2 separate regions of the Sus scrofa genome follow, and region 2 is linked to region 1. A link is a contact called in public promoter capture Hi-C data. All regions are on one chromosome and are shown on one strand. Each heading gives the region's core, a stretch centred on a gene start, on an enhancer-like site or on the middle of the called end of the contact. The rest is flanking DNA. Distances are from core to core; before and after follow the strand shown. Region 1 holds the start of KLHDC8A (kelch domain-containing protein 8A). Region 2 holds the start of CDK18 (cyclin-dependent kinase 18).

Region 1 (3,705 bases), core at 184-2,683:
ACAAATCCAACTAGGAACCATGAAGTGGCAGGTTTGATCCCTGGCCTCACTCAGTGGGTTAAGGATCCCGTGTTGCCACCGTGAGCTGTGGCATAGGTCGCAGATGCAGCTCAGATCCTGCGTTGCTGTGGCTATGGCGTTGGCCAGCCACTGTAGCTCCGATTAGACCCCTACCCTGGAAACCTCCATATGCCGCAGGAGCAGCCCCAAAAAGCAAAAAAAAAAAAAAAAAAAAAAAAAAAGAGTGAAACATGCAACGACTTGGATGAATCTCCACGGAATTATGCTGGGAGCAAAGAAAAAGCCAATCCCAAAAGGTTGCATAAAGATTATATTTATATAACACTCTTACACTCTTGAAGTGACAAAATTATGGAGAACAGATTGGTAGTTGCCAAGGAGGAGAGGGAAGGCATGGGTATAAGAAGGCAACAGGTACACCTGAAATTAACACAATGTTGTAAATCAACTATACTTCGATCTTTTAAAAAAGGCATCATGAAAGGTTCTTGTGGTGATGGAAATACTCTGTATCTTGACTCATCAACTTCCATATCCTGGTTAGGATATTATTGTACTATACCTTTTGCAAGATGCTACTGCTGAGGGAAACTGGGTTAAAAGATGTTATTTCTTACAACTGCATGTGAATCCACAGTTTATCTCAAAATACAAGGTTTAACCTAAATAAAATAGGGAAACTCGGGCTCAGAGCAGTTAAATCATTTCAGAGTCAGAGTTCAAACCCAAGTCTGTTAGCCTCCCAAGCCAGAGTGTTTCAAGACTTGGCTCTATTCAAGGGAACCAGGTAGGAGGCCCCCAGATGCCTGAAGTTCATCACACCAAGGAGTTGATAGGTGTCCTGGGCACTTTGTTACTGGGGACGACTGCCCTCATAAGGCCATTAGAGAGTGGCTTAAAAGAATTATTTGGCAAGCCCTGTGGGTTGGTGCTGAGAACCAAGATGTGATGACCTGGTTTCCCCTTCCTGAGGTGTGTGAAGACGGGTGATGTGGGAGGGACCACCCCCGCATTTGTCTTTACATGTTTGTGTCTCTGGCTGTGTCCACGTCACTGGGCATGTGTCAGTTTCCCCGGCTATGACTATTTCCCGGTGGAGGGAGAGAGGATGTGTGAGGTAAGGCATATGTGCGCAGGTCGGGGTGTACCTGCTGTTTGGATGCACCTGTGTCAGGTCTGCGCGTGTCACACCCACATCACTTGTTTATAGTAGGTTAAACCATTTGATAATACCTCTCCAAAGCAAAGCCGACTACTGAGCCAGCCTGTCACGAACAGGGTCTGTGTACTGTAGATAAACTGGGTAATTGGACTCTCCGCCTCCTCATCCAAAACAAACACTCACAAACCGCCCACCCCCACACTGGAGGGAGTCTGGTCCCTGTCATGTGGGTACTTGGATCTAGTGCCCCGCTTTCCCTGAACGGTAGATAAGGTGAGCGTCTCCCGCCGGCCCTTTCCCTCCCCCGCGGGCCGGGTGCCAGCCAAGGCTTATGTAAAGAGGTCACGGCTCGCTCGGCCACGGGGTGCACGCGGATTCCTGCACAGGTGGGGATGTGCGTGGAGCAGGCTCGCCGGCCTCCCCTTACCCCACCCCCTGGCCGCAGCTCGGTTTCTCCTTCCCGCTGCTCATTTATTCTCCTCATCTGCATGTGTGACGGCGGCGATCGGACTGGGGAAGGACAGAGCGCCCTCTCCTCCGCTCCCCGCGCCGCTCTCGGGTAATGCGCTGCCTGCGCCTTGCCGCCGCGCTCCTCCGGCCTGGCTGTGTAAGTGGCGCGGGGGCGGGGACGGGGGATTGCCGGGAGCAGAGGCTGGGGGAGGCAGGCGTCGCGGAGAAAGGTGTTAACTCCTCGCTTCTCCGGGAAGCAGCCGGACCTCCCAATCCCTGAACGCCCCCGGCCCCCCCTCGCTCCGCGGGTTTCCGCGAGCTGGGGAGCGGCCAGCGGCGAGAGGCTGGGGACAAAGCGGAGCGGGCGTGATGCCGCCGCGGGGTGGCGCTCTCGCCGCCTCGTCTTCCCTTGAAAGTTGGCCGGGGGCTGGGAGCCGGCGCGCCCGCCCGCGCCAGGAGGCCAGGGCGCGTGGCCCCGGCTGCCCTTGATTCGCCCCCCATTCCTCCCGCAGGGCCGGGCGCGGACGCCGCCGGACCGCTGAGTCTGGAGGGACGGTGAAGCGCTGGCCGGCGTCGGGGCCCTTGCCGGGGGTCGGGCGGGAGCCGGCGGACGGGAGCGAGATGGAGGAGGCGAGAGGGGGCGCGGAGTAACCGGCGGATCCCCAGCCTCGCACCTCTCCCGGCGCCCTGGCGCTCCGCGGGGCCACGGCGGGCGGGGCCCTCGGGGCTGCCATGGAGGTGCCTAACGTCAAGGACTTCCAGTGGAAGCGCCTGGCGCCACTGCCCAGCCGCCGGGTCTACTGCTCCCTGCTGGAAACCGGGGGGCAGGTCTATGCCATCGGGGGATGTGACGACAACGGCGTCCCCATGGATTGCTTTGAGGTCTACTCCCCCGAGGCCGACCAGTGGACCGCCCTGCCCCCCCTGCCCACGGCCCGAGCCGGGGTGGCCGTCACCGCCCTGGGGAAGCGGATCATGGTGATCGGGGGTGTGGGCACCAGTCAGCTGCCCCTGAAGGTCGTGGAGATGTACAACATCGATGAGGGCAAGTGGAAGAAGAGGAGCATGCTGCGTGAGGCCGCCATGGGCATTTCGGTCACGGCCAAAGGCGAGTGGGGTCAGGGCTGAGGGCGGGCGGAGAGAAGGGAGTGGGGGGGTCCGTGGGGAAAGGGATGGAAGCCAACACCGCGTTGGAGGCCGCTGTCACATTCCTGGTACCGTTCGATCCTTATAGTGGACACTAAAACTAGAGACCCGCTGGCTTTATTTGACAGAAGGGAAAACTGAGACTTCAACAAGTGAAGTGTCTAGTAAATCCTTATTATGCCAGAGCTCCACTCCTCACACCCCCAGGCCGGTCTCAGCAAGCTGGGCAGGCGGGGCCAGAGGGGAGAGCCCGAGGGTTAGTGCAGTATCTCTGTAGATATCCATCCCTTCCCACAGCGCCACGCAGGTGCCACCACCTCCAGACACATGTTTGGGGTTCTGGGAATGTTCGTGCCATCCTCATACCATCACCAGGCCCCACTGGAAGGACGTAGGGACCTGATTCCAGGACCTTCTCCCTCCCCACCATCTGTTTCCTAACGTCAAAGATACTGATGAGTGGAGACCCGAGGGTTGTGCTCCTGGGCCATCTTACTCAGGTTCACTGAGTTCTCAGATCATGCCTGTGCTGACCATGTGGTTTTGTGATTCCCATTTCACTTTCTCCAAGGCCGTCCTTTCCTCCTTTCCAGGCATAGTACAGCCCAGACCATTGAGGAGGCTCTGAAAGCTCTTTTGCTAAAACAGACACAGTTTCATGGGAAACGGTCCAACAGGAGTTAGGAGACCCCAAGTTCAGATCAGACAGGCTTAGTAGGAGGCAGCCTTCCCTCCTTCTCTGGACAAACCATTTCAGCTGCCTGTTGGGTCGACTGCAGATCAGAAACCAGTATTTCTTGAGCATCTGCTCTGTCCCTGGCACGGTTCTAGGTCTCAGGGAGCAAGGAAAGAGGCAGAAGATCTGACCCCCGCCTTTAGGAGCCCAGGTCTGACCACTGAAGGTGACCAGGGAGAAACTCTAATTC
Region 2 (3,807 bases), core at 980-3,479, 150 kb before region 1:
ACTTCAGAGTGGGCTGGGATCTCCCTTAAGCGGGGAGAGACTGAGAGCCAGGGGGCCTGAGGTTAGAGGAAGTGGGCTGGATCCCACCTATGTGGATCTGGGGAAAGTTGGCGTCTCCGAGTCTCTGTTTCCACATCATAAAATGGGGATAATACCTACTTTGTAAAGCTGTGTAACACACAGCTTGGCACCCAGTGGATATTCAATAAACAGTAGCCACCAAGGCATTCAGAAGTCAGATGTAATTTACTGACGTCTACTCTGGCTTTGGAAACCCCAAGAGGTTTGGGAAGAATAAGGGCTCCTGGCAAGGCACCTAGCGGGCTGCGAAGTTGCAGGCCTGGGGGGGGGAGGTCAGCCTCACAGGCTCACCAGCTGCTCAGGAGGTGACTGGGGCAGGGTAACCCAAGACAGTAGCTCTGCTGTGGCAAGGTGACCCTCTCTCCAGAACACCTTCAGGATGCTGACCCAAACCCAGGAGCCGGGGTTGCCTGGGGCCCTCCTCGCCTCCCCCGCAACTTTAAGCAAGGTGGGTGTCCCAGCCTTCTGTGGAGGCCAGACAAAAGGTAGGGGGTTTCTGAGGACAAGTCTGTCAGCCAGACATTCCAGGCGCTTCGTCCTTGTCCTCGAGGATTCTGCTCCCTCAGGCCAGCGTCCAGGAATGTGCTGTGTGCCCAGTGGAAAACGCCAAAGGAACATGCCGAATCTCACAGGGTGCTGACACAGGAGGGGCAGGCCGTGGTGTCAGTGAGTCACAGGGCCCAGGCCACAGCTGGGGAACTGCTGAAGGCTGGGCTGGGGGGTGGAGGGTGGGGGTTCTGGGGAGCAGACCCTCCCTCCTCACAGCCCCAACTCTCCCACCCTTGCTGTCGGGATGGGATCAGAGAGAAGAGGAACAAAGCCACCGGTGCCTAGCAGGGTGTCGACCCGCAGCAATGGAAAATCGGTCACTGTCTGAAGGGCCAGATCCCCACCACAAGGCCTGCAGACAGCGCCAGAAACCCCTGTGTGCACAACAGGGAGAGAACCGAGGCCTCCAGCCCACAGCCGACTTCAGATTTCTGATTCCTGATCATCACCAACTCCCCCCACCCGGCCCCCAGAGAGCAGAATTCTCAAGCCACATCTCCAAACAGGCCACTCACTCTTTCCCACTGCTGCATTAACCCTTTCCTGGCTGCTGGGGGATGGCACTGCCCCTTTGGGCTCCCAGGTAGGCAGGGAGAGAAGAGGCACAGGAACCCTCAGAGGCCCCCACTCGGCACCCCCACCCCTAACACACACACACACAGCCAGCCCCCAGCGCTGGAACCTGCAGGGCTTCACCTGTCTTTCCACCTTCACCCTCCAGGACCCTGGCCTTCCCCCCCCCCCCCCCCCGCCCTCAACTTGGCGCTCTGGAAAGTTCACCAGAGCCCAGAAAGCCCCTCGAGGCGGCGATCTGGCTCCACCTTCTCAGGTTCTCTCATTACCGGAGACTCCTGACCCTTGCCCTTCCCAGACGGAAGGACGCTTAGAAAGCTCTTGCTTCCCTGCGGGGTGGAAAAACTTTGCTTCCTAGGAGCCCGGGGGGCCAAAGCGAGTCCCGGTGGAGACTCCCGGCGGAGGAGGTGGGGGAGGTCTGAGAATGCAAAACAGTCCTTCCCTCCTAAACACCTGGAACCCGGGACTGGCCTTGCCAAGGCATCGCCACCCTCCAACACACTTGTCCTCACGCCTCGTGATCTCCGACCTTCCCCCGGCGCCCTGGTATTTCCCTCCAACCTCCCGCCCCAGGGCAAAAGCAGAACTGCGCCTTTAAGAGCCGCTCCGCTTACCTTTGCTCCGTTTCCCCGGCGCCACAGTGCCCCCTCCTCCGACCTCCCCTTCCTCCCCCGGCGCACCGCCCGCCCTGCCGGACCCACACTGCGCTTCGCCCGCGGGACTCACCGCGCGTGTCCTGGGGCCGCGGCGCGCCGGCTCCCGCCCGCGACGGCCGGGCTGCCGCGGGGCTGGGCTCTGTGCCCTGCGCCCTGCTGGGGTCCCTGCCCGGGCTCGGGGCGGCTTCCCCTGCTCCGGAAAGGTGAGCGGCTCCCCAGAGAAGCTGCAACCTGAGCTGGAAGAGGAGGAGGAGGAGGAGGAGGAGGAGGAGGAGGAGGGAGAAGGGGAGGGGAAGGGAGAGGGTGGAGGAAGGTGGGGAAGAGGAGGGAGGGGGGAGGAGGAGGAGGAGGAGGAGGAGGAAGGGAAGAGCCCGGCCCCCGCCAGAGTTTTTCACACGTACAAGTTGACTCCTCCCCGTCCCTCCCGCCCTGCCCACAGCCGCTGCCAATCCCTGGGGCTCCCTCTGCCCGGGTGCCCACCCTTTCTCCCACTCTGGGAACCAGGGTCCAAGTGCCTCTTCCGGTTTCGTTCCTAGGCCTGGCCTGCGGGACTGGCCCTGAGAGCCGTGACTAGGGATGAAGCCCTCCCGACTGGGGCACCCAGGACCCGGGCCAGGGCAGGGGCTGGTCTGCTGTGTCCGTCTCTACGTGTAGCTCACCTCCCTTCTGAGTCTGATCCTGGATCCCAGCGACTGGCACCCCAGGAGCTAATGTGCACAGACAGGTCCTGTTGGTCATTTTTGCCTTTAGAGCTCTTGACAACAGTAGTCCTGGCAGGGCTCTCCCTTCCCCCTGTCCAGTGGGATTTGTCACCTACCTTTAGGGAGGAAGCTCCCACCTAGTTGACCCCACCTTTCCAGGGCCTGGAGGAAGCTTCACTTCTAGCCATCACTCCCACTTCCTACCTCGACAAGTAATTCAGTTTGTCCTTTTGCAAAATAAGCCCCACAGACCAAGTGCTAATCATCCAAGAAGCCTTACCGACTAGCTACTGCCAGCCCAGCTTTCATTTTAGAGAAGGGGAAACTGAGGCCCAGAAAGGGTATTGGACTGGCCCAAAGCCCCATGAGGAGTTAGTGGCAAGCCATGATTAGGACCGAGGCCAATGGCCACGCCACCCCCGTCATCGGACTTCAGGGATCAAAGGAAAACTGAGATGGGATGAAATAGCCCATCCAAGCCCCTCCCAGCCCTGCTTCCTCCTGAAGGCTGTGAGGAGAGGAGATGGTGCCATGGATCTGATGGGCATCAAATCGGGGAGCTCCATGGTCGCTGGTCGCCAATGAGTGTGGCCTCTGCAGACTGGGGGCCCTGGCAGGGATCTCTTGAGGAGGCGTGGTCCGCTGTGTGGATGGGTTTCTGCTGAACCCTTTCTGACGATTGCTCGGAAGTGACTGCCTTTCTTCAAGTCATAGGCTTTGAGCCTGGCATCTTTCCCTAGGGAGAACAAGTTGTTGAGAGTAGGAAAAATTCCTTTCTGGAAGACATGGGCCTGAGGTTTGCCCTCCAACATCAGCCTGTATCCACAAGCTCTCGCAACTCCACGGGGCTTGGACTCGGGAGCAGGAAGGAAGACACTGAGCCTGTTAGGAGAGTGACTTGGTAGTCGGCAGGGGTACCTCACAAAGGGCTCCCAACTCTTTATCTCTTTTCTCTGCCAGGTCATACAGATTTCCCAGGGATGCTAATAAAACTGCCGAGCATTGAAGGGGTGCAAAGAGTGGTTGGGCTGAGCCTCTAGGATTTCGAGAGAGGAAGCAACCTGCCTGGCTCCATAATCCACATATGTGATCAGAACACTAGGGCACAGGGAGGAGGCCACGCAGAGGTCGGGAAGGAGCTGTGGTGAGGAATTGTGTTTTACAGGATTAGAGAGAATGGGGCCAAAGGAACCAGGGAGAAGGATGGCCTCAAGAGGTTTCAACAGAGGTTCTCTGAGCATCACTCG

What was found. Promoter capture Hi-C pulls out the DNA fragments that hold promoters and counts their contacts.
Region 2: a promoter capture Hi-C map of fetal skeletal muscle shows a contact between it and region 1, with 5 times the contacts expected there. The contact joins the promoter of CDK18 here to the promoter of KLHDC8A in region 1. A contact is called at or near these places in 2 of 5 promoter capture datasets (fetal liver and fetal skeletal muscle) and 1 of 47 Hi-C or Micro-C datasets (liver).

What each region holds. Positions count from the first base shown.
Region 1 is chr9:66,024,360-66,028,064 of Sscrofa11.1, reverse strand. KLHDC8A (kelch domain-containing protein 8A) reads left to right here and starts at 1,433. Exons shown (of 6, transcript XM_003357392.4): 1 at 1,433-1,790; 2 at 2,146-2,741. The coding sequence starts at 2,366.
Region 2 is chr9:66,173,961-66,177,767 of Sscrofa11.1, reverse strand. It overlaps CDK18 (cyclin-dependent kinase 18), which reads right to left and starts at 2,229. Exons shown (of 16, transcript XM_021063280.1): 1 at 1,930-2,229.